2 separate regions of the Mus musculus genome follow, and region 2 is linked to region 1. The links are chromatin contacts, called in public Hi-C maps. All regions are on one chromosome and are shown on one strand. Each heading gives the region's core, a stretch centred on a gene start, on an enhancer-like site or on the middle of the called end of the contact. The rest is flanking DNA. Distances are from core to core; before and after follow the strand shown.

What was found. A called contact is a pair of places that touch in the nucleus more often than the background predicts.
Region 2: a Hi-C map of stem cell-derived cardiac mesoderm shows a contact between it and region 1, with 3 times the contacts expected there. The contact joins two enhancer-like sites. A contact is called at or near these places in 4 of 484 Hi-C or Micro-C datasets (cortical neurons, nephron progenitors and stem cell-derived cardiac mesoderm), 1 of 115 datasets of contacts at active chromatin or transcription factors (embryonic stem cells) and 1 of 9 other capture datasets (embryonic stem cells).

Annotation. Positions count from the first base shown.
Region 1 is chr4:45,423,493-45,430,102 of GRCm38.p6, forward strand. Shb (src homology 2 domain-containing transforming protein B) reads right to left here. Exons shown (of 6, transcript NM_001033306.1): 6 at 1-631. The coding sequence ends at 448. Among named protein-coding and RNA genes, the nearest start is that of Gm46852, 17 kb to the left of the region's middle. Within about 2 kb of position 3,414, at least 22 of the 459 cell types and tissues checked have an H3K27ac peak or open chromatin away from gene starts, as enhancers often do. A contact at or near this core is called in stem cell-derived cardiac mesoderm, where this site is marked.
Region 2 is chr4:45,651,956-45,658,565 of GRCm38.p6, forward strand. No RefSeq gene overlaps it. Among named protein-coding and RNA genes, the nearest start is that of Gm12408, 15 kb to the left of the region's middle. Within about 2 kb of position 2,651, at least 58 of the 459 cell types and tissues checked have an H3K27ac peak or open chromatin away from gene starts, as enhancers often do. A contact at or near this core is called in stem cell-derived cardiac mesoderm, where this site is marked.

The sequences.
Region 1 (6,610 bases), core at 2,164-4,663:
GGCCTCCTGGGCTCCCAGCACCAATGGGAAAAACCTTGCCCATACACAGGTGAGTTCCTGACAACTGGAAAACAAAGAGATACAGGCCAGAGCTCCGCCCCACCTACCGCTGGGCCCCACCCACTGCTGGGCCCCGCCCACCGCTGGAGCAGCTCCACTTTTGTTCACCCTGGAAGGCATCTCTTTGGATTGCAAAGACTTTAATTCACAGAAACTCGAGGAGGGGGTGGGGTAGGGGCTGGGGTGGTGTGGCCGCGGGCTGCCCTCTTCATCCAGGCCTTCTCCAACCCTGTAAGTGGCGACAGCATTCTAAGACATGCAGTGGTGTGCTAGTACCATACACACAACACACACTGGACACTGCTGGCAGCACAGACAGCTGGTCGGTGCCCTGCCAGCTCCTCCAAGGAACAGGCTTGGTCTCAGAGCAGGGTGAGGCTGGTCTTTTCACAGAGTCCGCACAGCCACTGGGTAGAGGAGGGACAAGTGCTCGGCCCCTTTGATGGGCAGCTTCCTGGTGGTGTAGTAGTGGATGACTTCCGGGACGCTGTCAAAAGGGGGGCTGTTCTGACCCAGAACATACTTCTCTTTGGTCTTGGCCAGTTTCATGTGCATGAAGCCCTGGTTACTCCTGTGAACAAAACACAGAGGTCAGAGGCTGTGCACAGTGCTCAAGGAGAGAGGAGGCACTGCCAGGGCACTGCTTGCACTTGCTTCTGCTCCCATAAGCACATGTACTCCCCAGGAGCTTGCCCTGGCCACTGGGGCCAGGGTTCAGTCTCTTGGCTGTTTAGGACATGGGTCCTAGCCACACCTAGGAGCACCACTCATTTCTGTACCTGCCTGGGGTCCAGGAGCAAACCACTGGTAATGTTAGGATTTTCCACCCGGAAGCTCCTGGGAATTTCAGGGGTGGTGGTAAAAGACAGCCCTGTAACAAAGCAGGGACCTGTTTACACCTTGCAGGTATTCAAGATGCTTCAAACTGACAGGTGGCTGTGGGCCAGTATAGTATGTAGTGATAGCAGGCAAGATATTCTCTTAGACAGGGATGGGGTAGCCCAGCCAGGAACATTTTCTAGCTCCCTTTGGGTACAGTGAATGTGGTAGCATTATGCTTGATCCCCACCAAGCATGGCTTAGGTAGGTGCGATTAGTCGCAGTCTCCCAGGAACCCCAAGGCAGACTTCCTTCCTTCACATGACTGTCATGAACACTATCTACACACTCAATTTAATTTTTTTTAAAGATGTATTTCTTATTACACCTAAGTACACTGTAGCTCTCTTTAGACACACCAGAAGAGAGCGTCAGATCTCATTACAGATGGTTGTGAGCTGGGTTGCTGGGAATTGAACTCAGGACCTTTGGAAGAGCAGTCAGTGCTCTTAACCTCTGAGTCATCTCTCCAGTACTGAACACTCAACTTTCTAAGCTGTGATAGCATATGCCAACCCCACCCCTGATGCTCAGTTTCCCCAAGAGCCTATGGAAGAAGAGCAGAGCCCAGGTCTCTGTGCCCACTCAGCATGGTTTCAGATCTGTCCAGGGAGAACAACTTTGGCAAAACCTGAAGGAAAGTTAGCGGCGGGTCCCAAATGCAGGGAGCTGATGTGTCCTGGTCAGCACAGCTCATTATCAGAGTGCCAGGTGGGCACCGGTCATGATGACAAAGGTCAGCGTCTCAACTGCGTGTCCCAGAGGGCCTCTCCCATTTGAGGCCCTAAGCTGCAGCCACACCCTGGCTCACCTGAGCATGCCTCCATCACTGTCTTTGTGCAGACAGCCTCTTCCTGTTCACTCACCCAAACCTAAGGTTTCTGACTGAGACTGTGCCACCGTCTCAGAGCCTGTCCTTGGTAACTGGTGGACAGCTCTAGGGACCCAGCAGCCAGGGTTACCTAGGGAGGCCAGGAGTCCTGCATGGATTCTTAGGGGCATGGTCTTCCTGAGCCCCAATTCCCTTTCTGGTCTCTGTGTTCCAATGGGGGTCTTAAATTTTACCTGCCCTTTGGGTGTAATGACCCCCCCCCCCAAAAAAAACCTGTTATGCTCTCCAAATGGATAGAAAAAAATGCTTACGGACATGTAGGAGCAGAACAATGTGTCTACGCACAATGGCGTACTCAGAGATGTTACCCTGGGCTTCAAAGATATCAGCAATTACATTTCAAGAGAGAATAATTCTTGTGAAGAACTAAAATTTAAATCAAGAGTTTTAAGGCTGTGCTGTTCGAATTACAGAGCCCATGGCAAGCTCGGCTCTGCAGCCAAGGGTCACTGCATCCCAGATCAGCTCTGTGATGGGGGAGAAGCGCTTACTCTGGCATGTGCAAGGGCCAGCATGCCACACAGAAAACAAACCCGAGTGAGGCCGAGGACTCACCTCAGCATGATGTAGGGCCCACAGATACCAGTCAGCTGGAAAAGGGCCTGGAGCTGCAGTGATGGGACATCCAGAAGGTGTCCAGGAAGCTTGCCTGGCCTGTCTGGGATGTTGAGCAGTCATATGGCTATGGATACCAGGTGTGACCATGATGTACCCTCCTCCCTTCACTGCAGTGCAGACCTTGCAGCGAAGTTGATGGACACCAAGTAACTTAGCTCTGTGAGGGGTCCACAGTCATGTCGGAGGGAGCAGAGGATTTGTAAGACAGAGAGGCCACTATAACTCTTAGGAGGCTGACATAATGGCTCCCATTACATCTCAAGGGGGTCTGGGCAAGGAACTCACAAGGTTAAGGGTTAACATGAGATTTCCACACTAGATTTCTGTGCTACCCAGTAGGCATCAAGGGTAGGAATGGCTCTTACAGCCCCAGGTGACAGGCCTAGTGCTCTCCCAGGATACTCTCCAGAGCAGCAGTGCTCCACATGAAGCCAGGCAGGGCAGCAGGGGCAGCAGGAGGGACTAAGCAGATGTCCTCTGTGCAGAGCCTCCACACCCCTGACCAATTCTGGTCAGAGAGCAGAGAGGCAGGCTGGAAGGCCAAACACAAAACTGTCCCAGGCACTGAGAATGGCCGGTTCCAACCACTGAAACCTCCCAGCCATGAAGACAGGGTGGTAATCCACCCCAAGAGGTTCAGTCAGGGTGGCCTTGAACTCACAGAGATCTGCTTGCCTTTGTCTTCCTAGTGGTGGGATCAAGGGTGTGTGCAAAAATACCCAGCCTAGGCAGGGTATTATCGCAGCAACGGAAATCAAACTAGAATACAAGGGAGGGTATTCAAATCTCCATGGGCAACAGATAGACACATCAGGCAAGGGTATGCACAGGGTGGCCGTGGCTGCTCATAACAAGATGGTTTTGCAGTGAGAAATAGCCTGTGGCTGCTATACCTTCACCTGCTTTGATACACTAGAGGAAATAGGTCAGAGAGGCAGCCAGCAGGGGCGCTGCAGATGCTCCCAGAGCTCTGTGCCTGTGTGCAGGGCCAGGTGGGTGGGCTCCAGGCAGAGCCTGCTCCTAGGTTCCTCAAGGCATGGTGAGGGAGCAAGGATGACATGGTGGCTCTGGGACAGCACCCTTCCTAGCGAGCTCTGACAGGCTCCTGCCAACTGGTTCCTTGTTGGCTCCATCTCCTTTGATAGGACATCTTGTGAGAGCAAAGTCACAATTGGGGTGTCTCTGGTGGGTGACCTGTCTAATGAGTCTTGTAAGGCCCGGGGAGGCAGGGTGCTGGGGCTGTCAGGGCACTTAGATCGCTCATTACCATCACAAAAAGCACCTCCTTGTCACGGGCCCCCATCAGCAAGCATGCCTGGTGTGTGCTGGCCTAATAACAGGCCCCACCTCACCTCCTAATCATGAGCTTTAATAAAACATCACTCAGCCCACAGCTGCCCGCCCGCCGCTGAGCTGGGGTGCGAGGCTTCACCTCTCGCTTTTAGACCTAATTGCTTGATGCATATTTCATGAAGAATCCCGGGTAATAGTTATGTTAAATCGTTTCTTTTCATGATGAAATGACTTAAAAACACTAGCATATAATATTTATGTGGGAAGAGGAAATAGCCCTACGGGACTAGCATAGAGAGAACGTCACAGGAGCCCGCACATGGGGAGTTTCTGCTTTGCCTTGACTGGAAAGGGAGATGCTTTCTTGAGTCAAATGTTTCACATCCTTCGGCTCCAGATCACCCATGGTCCCCAGCGGCAATTCAAATTCAGAACACTAGCATTTAAATCCCACCAGGCAGAGCTAAGCGGACATGACTAGTATCTAGTATCGTTTGCAGATAGGGAAACTGAGGCTCAGAAAACCATGCACCTTATTTCATGGGGAAAGATGGGGCCAGGATTTGGACCTTTCTCTCTCCCTCCAGGGACATAGCCTAGGCTGGCCCTCATATCTGCCGTGTAGCTAAGGATGACCTTGGGCTCCTGAACCTCCTCCCACCTCTCAAGTGTTGGTGTTAGGAGTCTGCACACCTATGTCTCTTGGACTCAGCAGCCTGAGTCCCTCCTCAGCCTTCATGCAGGCCTGCAGCTACCACTGCGACCTCATCTTCTCTGACCAGTCACCCAACTGAATGGATTTAGGCAGGTCTTAGAAATTGCCTTGAGCCAAGAGAGGGAACTCCCCTGCTCTGTGAGCCCAAGGCTGGTGACCCTATCTGCTCACCGCGATGCCTCCGTGCTCTGGGCTCCTAGCACCTGCCTAGCCTGTGTCCAGGGTACTCCGGGTTTGCCATCCTTTCCCACTGGCTGCCTAGAGCAGGGAATTGAGGTCCTCTGACTCCTCCCCGGCTGTAAGCTCTCAAGGGTAGGGAGGCTGGAGAGTGAGCCCAGACCAGCTCTTGTGGGGAGGAGGGACCTCTGAGAGGAACAATCCTGCAGGCTGGGTATAAAGACCCATGTCTTTCCAACCAGGAGCTTTTCTCCTCCTTCCTTGGAGTTCAGAATTCATGTGTGGGATCCCTGGGCTAGCCACTGCTCTTTGCATGGGCTCACATGCATGAACCACAAATATAAGAGCAGTGTATGCCCTGGTCTTCCTAAAAGGCTAAGCCTCAGTCAGGGTGCTCTTATGCTGGGGTCCCGGGGGCTGCATTTCTTCTTGTTAGGCCATTTTAAAACGTGATTTTGACCACGGAACCCAGATTCAGGGGCAGATTAGTGAAGGAACAAAAAGAATAAGGCTATGCATTTTAAATGAACTCAACAACCAAGGGAGGTGGAGGGCGCACAACAGAGCAAGAACAGTTTCAAGGCTGAGAGGACAGGCTCTATGGTCAGCATGCAGGACAGACAGGGACATTTGTGCTAACTGGATGGGGAGCCATCCTGCCTCTGAAAGCAGTCTATGACTCAGATCTCTGCCCCCCTCTCAGCTCTCCAGCAAGGGCTTGCTATGTGGCCCAGGCTGGCTTTGAACTCATGATCCTCCCTGCCTCTCAAAGTGCTTGGATCCTATGGGGGCAAACCCAAATATTCCCACCTACTCTGACTTTTAGGAGCATCCCACTAGGACTGCATCCTTTTAGGGGAACCTTCCTCACACCTGGGGACCAGGTGCTCCAGCAGTATCACCAGTAGGGCTCTATATACCCTCATAGCAACCTCCCTAGTCAGTTCAAGCTACCTGCCCAAGTGACACTGAAGGAGGGTGTCATCTCTCCTGTGACACCTTAGACTAACGTGGCCTCTGTGACAAGATAATCCGACAGCACTCAGTAGATGAGGCCTCAGGGTTTGGGAAGAGGAGGAGGGACAGCCTGATCACTTGAGATGCCTGGGAAGATCGTGACTGTTCTCTTGATTCATGACACACACAGGGGACTGGCAGTACACACAGATGCTCGCTGCACGGATGGGAAAAGCGAGTGTCGAAGTGAGGGAGAAGCAATTTGCTGGGTCACAGGGCAAGGACCCTGAGCTTCCCAAGTGCCATGAACTGAACAGCATTCTTCACTGTAGACTGTGCTCTCCAAATACGTAGCCAGGGACCCTAAGGGCCCCTTCTAGCAGAGATGTCCTAAGAGTCCAAAGAGGTGGGTGGACAGAACAGGTTGACGGAGCCACAGGGTGAACACCTGCACCTCCAAGGATAAGCTAAAGCCTGCCCATGTGGTTAACAATGTCTAAATGTAAGCCCTGCTGAGCCAAACAGCTTGATTCGTAGCCAAATAATTACACTTTCAGCAGACACCAGCAGGGACCAGGCTTATGGAGCGCCTAGTGTTCCTTAGGCTCTGAGTGACAGCCCAGGGCGAAGGCCTTCTGTGACTCACGATGCATCAACACAGTGCCATCTTCACGGAGACAGATAGGCCAGAGGACACAGAGTAAAAGGCTAGGTCTCACAGACCAAGATGAGACCACGAAGGGTGGTTTTCTTAGGGACAGAGCTTATATGAAGTGTTATCCTAGAAGCTATTAATGATAAGACTCGGGCAGGAGCAAGCCTCTCACCGGCTGAGACATGCACATAGTAATAATACGTCTTCGTGGTGTCTCCCCCTCCGCTCAATGTTTCCATGCATCCTGATTCAAGGGTGAATATGAAACCCGCAGGAGAACCGGTAGTGGTGGTGGCGGCAGTGGCTATGACTGTCCAAGTGCTGACCCAAGTCACAGACGTTGGTTCAGTCTCTGATCCTGCTG
Region 2 (6,610 bases), core at 1,401-3,900, 230 kb after region 1:
GCAGGAAGCTAATTGTATTGTCCTGCTCTACCTTGGGGCTGCTGCATGCTAGGAGCATAGCAGCTTAGGCCTGAGGTGGGAGACAAGCTGCAGGATGCCAAGGCTAAAGCTCCCTAAAGAGGGGCAGCTACCAGAATCATTCTAGGCTCTATGTGTGTGTGTGTGTGTGTGTGTGTGTGTGTGTGTGTGTGTGTGCGTGCGTGTGAGAGAGAGAGAGAGAGAGAGAGAGAAAGGGAGAGAGGAAGAGGGAGAGTGAGAAAGAGAGAAAGGGAGAGGGGGAGAGAGAGAGAGAGAGAGAGAGAGAGGTGGGACCCAAGAAATTTATGGGTTCTGGCTACTTCCTGCTGACATTAGGGCATTGTGAGAGCCAAGGTCAGGCTGGTACCGGTGTCTGTACTTATACACCAAGAGGATGTTATCCATGTGAGTCTGTGTAGCATGGTGCACAGAGATCTGAATGAGTAAAGTGAACTGGCCTGCTTGTTGTAATTAGGACAACCAAAAGATATCACCTGGTGTCATTTAGCCTTCCCTGGGTTCCCAGGTCTTTAGTTTTACAATCTATCAATGGGGCAGTGTTAATCCCCCCCAGGTGAGAATAAGACCACTACCACAATTTTTGAGCTAAATCTGAAGCAAGTTTTATTAAATACTGGCCAGGACAATGAACACAGGGTAGTTCCAAACCCAGGATTCCCAGAGAATGGCTGTGAATTATGTTAGTCAGGTGGTTATAAAGGCGAAACCCACAAGGCCATGTATTTTCCACTTTTGTCCAATTCGAGGCAAGCATTCATCCTGAAGTACTTCCTGCCTACACCTCCCGCCTGTGTGGGATCAAGGACATCCTGTGCAGTTGGGGCAACCAACCTTGTTTACAGAAGTGAAAACACAGGGGTTGTTATCTTAATGAACAATGGCCTCCAGCCTTCCAAGAAGGTATCTGTCCTTGGGCAAGTGGGCCTTACAGGTTAGAGGCATTTTTGTTTTATAGATCTCTTAAGCACAGTGATTAAAACTTAAAACATAAATTTTAGCCCTCGTAGCAGGAGCCTATGAAGAAATAGGGCAGGTAAGTACACCAGCATGCACCTGTGTTGGTGCCTTGAGACCACATGAAGGAACTAGGGAACTCCCAGGTTTCAGCCCCAATATGTTACATAAGGAAGGACCTTGGATGGAGTGGTGATTCAGAGAGGCGCTCACATATATTTCTAGTATTCAGTCCCTTTCAAGATGTTGGCATCATGGTGGGAGAAGTGGGGACAGGAGGTCTAACAGTAACTCTAAGTTACACTGTTTTTGAGTTAGAACTCAGAAGAGCAAGCCAACTTAGCAGTGAAGATCTGTAAGCAAGTGCATTTATTTATTTATTTATTTATTTATTTATTTATCTTTATGCATATGAGTACACTGAGGCTGTACGATGGTTGTGAGCCTTCATGTGGTTGTTGGGAATTGAATTTAGAACCTCTGCTCACTCTGGTCAATGCCACTCACTCAGTCCCTGACTGCTCCAACCCAAAGATTTACTTATTATTATACATAAATACATTGTAGTTGTCTTCAGACATGCGTCAGATCTCATTACTACGGATGGTTGTGAGCCACCATGTGGTTGCTGGGATTTGAACTCAGGACCTTCGGAAGAGCAGTCAGTGTTCTTACCCAGGCAATAGCTTTTCATTAACCTAATGCCCCATACCCTTTCATATAATATTTTAAATATTAAGGAGAGGGAGCACTGATATTTCCTTTTGTAATGTTACCAGGAGAACAGGAAGTGAGGTCCAAAACTAATTATGAGGGAAGGGTCTAATTTCAGTGGCTTCTAAGCCTGGCTGTTTACCTAACACTTCCGTAGAAGAATTGTTTCTGGGTACAGCCAGCCAGTGATCAGTGATGGCAGATCCTAAGTCATTGGCTACAAGGCAGAAAGGGAAGCAAAGGGAATGTGGTGGTGGTGGTGGTGGTGGTGGCAGCGGCGGCGGCAGGCGGCGGCAAGAAGCTTTTAATAGGAGCCCTGTTGTGTGAAGGGCTCTAGGGCACTTTCCAAACGGCTTGGGCTGATTTGCAGTCAGGCTGTTTTTCACTTGGACAACTTTATATATTATGTTCGAGGGTGAACAACAACCTGGACGTATTTACTTAATGATGTGGGAAGCCAGTAAATAAAATAATTACAAAGAGTGACAGGCACTTAATAAAAGGGGCTGAGTGGAGGATGGGGGAAAGACGGGGTCAGTTGCATCAGGATGGGAGACAGGAGAAGGGACCCGTGAGTGCATGAAGGTAGGGAAAGATGCTCACTCCCACTGCCCCGTGAAGTTGGTTCTGACGTAAAAGAACCTAATATTTCAGGAAAGCATCCAACCGCTCTGGAACTCTTGAAGTCACTACCCTTCTTCACCTCCCCAGCTCCCCAGCAACCCTAGACCCAAATTTCCCAAGGAGACAAACATCCCACTTCAGGTTTAGATTTACATTAGAAAGAGACCTTAATTACTTCTGATCTCTCACACCTCGGAGGAGCTGATTTGAGCTTTTCAGATGCAAAGAGTGTTAATTGGTTAAGAGCCCCAGCTGAGCTAAACCACCCAGAGAAGGAAGGGGGTGGGGAGAAAGCTCCGGAGGAGGTGACTGATGCACAACTCAAGTTTCCGGGAGATCTGAAGGAGAGCCGAAGAGGAACTGACACAATAGTTGGTCTGGGTTCAGCCCTCCAGTCAATCCATCAGGCCTCCTTCACTCAACTGACAAGAACCCACCCACCCCACTGTCTCCCGGAAGCTCTGCCCCCTGGGTCTTGCCCCTGGCTTCCCAGCTCGCGCAGTGCTTTTTGGGCTCCGGGTTTCTAATTACAGCACTTCCCAGCTTGCCTGGGATGGATGTCTGGGAAGTGGATGGCCCTTCTGCAAAGACAAGAGTCCTGGTTGAGCATTGTCACTTTGTAGCTCAAGGTCGATGTCTGGGAGATGTGAAATGAGCGGGAAAACAGAACACATGGTTACAATGTTAATGAAGTAAGCCGTCACTCATCTGGTTCCCTAAGATTCAAGCTGTGCAATCTCAGAGACTCCTGCCAGACTAATCTCCAGGGTGGATAACCGTAGGCCAGTATGTATTTGTGAGATTATTGAATTTCTACCCCCCACATGAAATCTAGACCCCATTTGTTTAGTTTGTAGATGTTCTATTTGTAGCAACTTTATATAAATATAGTGAATGTAAAACTGCAGATTTAAAATGTTGAGTCAGCCCCAAGAACAAGAAATATGACCAAAAATGACGCCAAGGCACATCATAACATTACTGCTCAAAGCATTAACAAAGAAAACCTTTTAAGAAGCAGCAAGAGAATCAGGGCCTGGGTTGTGTGGCAACTGTCTCCATAAATAAATAAATAAATTTAAAAGAGGCTAGGAGGTAGCTCAGCAGTAGTGTTTACCTAGAGTGTGTAGGACAGTTAGTTTAATTCCCTGCAACAACCAGCCACAGCATCCATCGGGTTCACAGTGTAATTCAGAGGCCAAGGTCACTCTGCTGGACAGGCAAAGAATTGACTGTCCAAGAAAGACACTAGACTAAAGCAAGTGTTTCCATTTCTAGAGACACAAGCAGGAGGCAGAGAGAACAAAAGAAACAAAGTCTTTTATTGCGATAGGCTGGTTCCTCCAGCCAGGATTGGAGGAGAAACGCAGAGGTGGGGCTTCCTGGGGGACTCCGGGTTAGGCATTTTATAAGACCCCTGGGTTTTTCTCAGCTTCTCACCCAGATGTTTGTCTTTGGATGGACTTTTCTTTCCAGAAACCCTTCCCACCTAGGAAGCCCACCCTGTTTCCCCTACCTGCCTACATACTTCTAACTTCCCCACAATAGGAACAAGGTGAGAGAGTGACAGTATTTTCATCAGACACTTTGTATGTGAAAAGGCAGAAAGATAAAAATAGGAGCTGGAATAATGTTTAAACAGTCAAGAGCACTTTTGCAGAGGACCCACGTTTGGCTTCCCGCCACCCACACTGGGTAACTCCAGCTACAGGGGATCTGACGCCCTCTTCTGACCCCCCCAGAGGCATTCTCACACAGGTGTACAGGAGGTGGGGGATAAAGTGACACAAGCAGAAAAACGGCAGCAAACGGCCTTGAAGGTATCATTTTTAAGAAGAGAAAAAGGGGAAGTCTGTGTTAGAGTGGGCTAGGATGCAGTGGTATATATATATATAGGTTTTTCGAGACAGGGTTTCTCTGTATAGCCCTGGCTGTCCTGGGACTCACTCTGTAGACCAGGCTGGCCTCGAACTCAGAAATCCACCTGCCTCTGCCTCCCAAGTGCTGGGATTAAAGGCGTGCGCCACCACGCCCAGCTGCAGTGGTATATTTTAATAGGTGAGCCAAAGGGGGCCTTTGATTGCTGGACTCCAATACTCTGGTAACTGGACCTTGGTAGTCTGCCTCAGGAGGAGGAAGTGGCCTGGGAAGGGACTAGACCTTGGGGGCTAGCTTTAAGAATTGAATCTAATGGTTTTTCCCAAGGCAGAGGGAATCTGGGAAGAGGGCAAGGCCTGCTAGAGCCACTATTTTCAGGCTTGAGCTGCCCAGAGTCTCTTCACCTTTCAGCCTCCATACTGGAACCAAGCTACTTCTTCTAGATCTAGCAGGGCCAGCAACCACCACCGAGCAGAGGTTTCTATGGTAACTTTGGCCCCCACAGTCATGGCAATAATCTAAGTAAAAGGTTATAGCTGGGTCTGTGGTGATGGTGATGGAGCTGTTGGTGTTCTCTCATGGGAACACTGTCCAGGGTTACCAGACCCTCGCCTGAAATTCCAGCCACCCCTCCCCAACCTCCCAACTGCACCTGATCTCAGATGATGCTAGAATCCACAGGAGATAGACGGTTGGGGCATCTGTGATAGAGCTTTTCTGAGTCCCCACCCATGTGGTGGGGAACCCTTTGGTGATGCAGTTTCCAGGATCTTTGCTTCTGCAAGCAACCCCATACATACCTGTGTTCCTGTACATACCTGTGTTCCTATAACCAGCTTCAATAGACTCATTAATTCACCGTGCTGGACTTGGATGGGCTCATTTCTCCAGTATGGGGTAGTTTTGTCTGCATGAACTGATGTTTCTTTACACCTCAGAGAAGTCACACAACAATTGACTTGTATGCTCATTGAAAGCATTTAGGGCTTAGTGGGCCTTTTAACAAAAGCTGAAGTCAGATGTGGCAGACTTGGGAAAAGAGCTGCCATGAAATAATTCTCCAGAGTAAGCTTCCTTAGGAGAGAGGCCCTGACCCGGGGTCTTGGGGTGGGAGAGATAACATCTTACCAGAGAGTGTGAGGGCCCTTAAAGGGAGAGCGAACCTTCCCTTCAAACGTCAGAACAGAAAGCTTGAAATGGGGGAGCGAGGGGGGGGGGCTGGCAAGTACCTCGTGATGGCGGGCTGAAAGGAAGCTCAGATCTCCCAGCAAAGGGGATTTCTGACTTCTAAGGTTTCCACAGGGAAGTGCTAAGTTCACACCTCCTGACTCCCAGCACTGAGGCCAGAACTAGATGGGACTTTAAACTTGACTCTGCAACTGTAAGGAGGAGGGGCTGGGTTTGCCTCCCCTTCACACACAGAGCTATCTGTGACCTTCACATCTAATAGATTCAGCAGGGGCCATCGGGTGCAGAGTGGGGTAGTAGGAAGGGAATGTCCTGATTTCTAGTTTCTAGGAGGGAGGGAGGGAGGGAGAGATAGAGAGACAGGGAAGCAGAGACAGAGAGACAGACACACACACAGAGCTATCTGTGATCTAACAGTGAGTAATTTGCTTACTATGCAAGCATGAGGACGTGACCTTGTATCTCTGCCACCCATATAAAGGCTGAGTGTGGGTAGTGTGTGTGCTTATAATGCCAGTGCCAGGTAGGGCAGAGACAGATGGAGTCTGGGGACTTGCTGGTCCAGGTTCAGTGAGAGACCTTGTCTCAAAAAAATAAACTGGAGCAGGAGATAGATGCCCAAAGTTAGCCTTTGGCCTCTTCTCGAGCATGCATGTTACACACACATACACACACACACACACACACACACACACCAGAGAGAGAGACAGAGCTAGACACACACACACATACACACACACACACACACACACAGAGAGAGAGAGAGAGAGAGAGAGAAAGAGAGAGAGGGACAAACTAAAAACAAAGTCAAGATAAAGCTTTTCAAATAGATAAAAGCTGAGAGAATTCAAAATTAATATACATACAGAAAAAGAAATGCTAAAGAGCACTAACCAGACAAGAAAAATTATATTTGATAGAATTATTCTACAGAAAATAATAAAAAGCATTAGAAATGGAAACTATATGGTAACTACATTTTTTTAATACTGCTTAAAAGCTTTTTAAAGGTAACTTGCTATTCGCATAGAGTAATTATAGTTCAATATAGGGTTTATAGTATGTGTAACAGTAGAGGTCTAACAATAGCACCAGTGTTGAGAGCAGGAAATTATATCATTAAGAGGTTTCTAAAGGACGCTCATGTGTGTGTGTGTGTGTGTGTGTGTGTGTGCTATAGCATGTATGTGGAGGTCAGAGGACAACTTGTAGG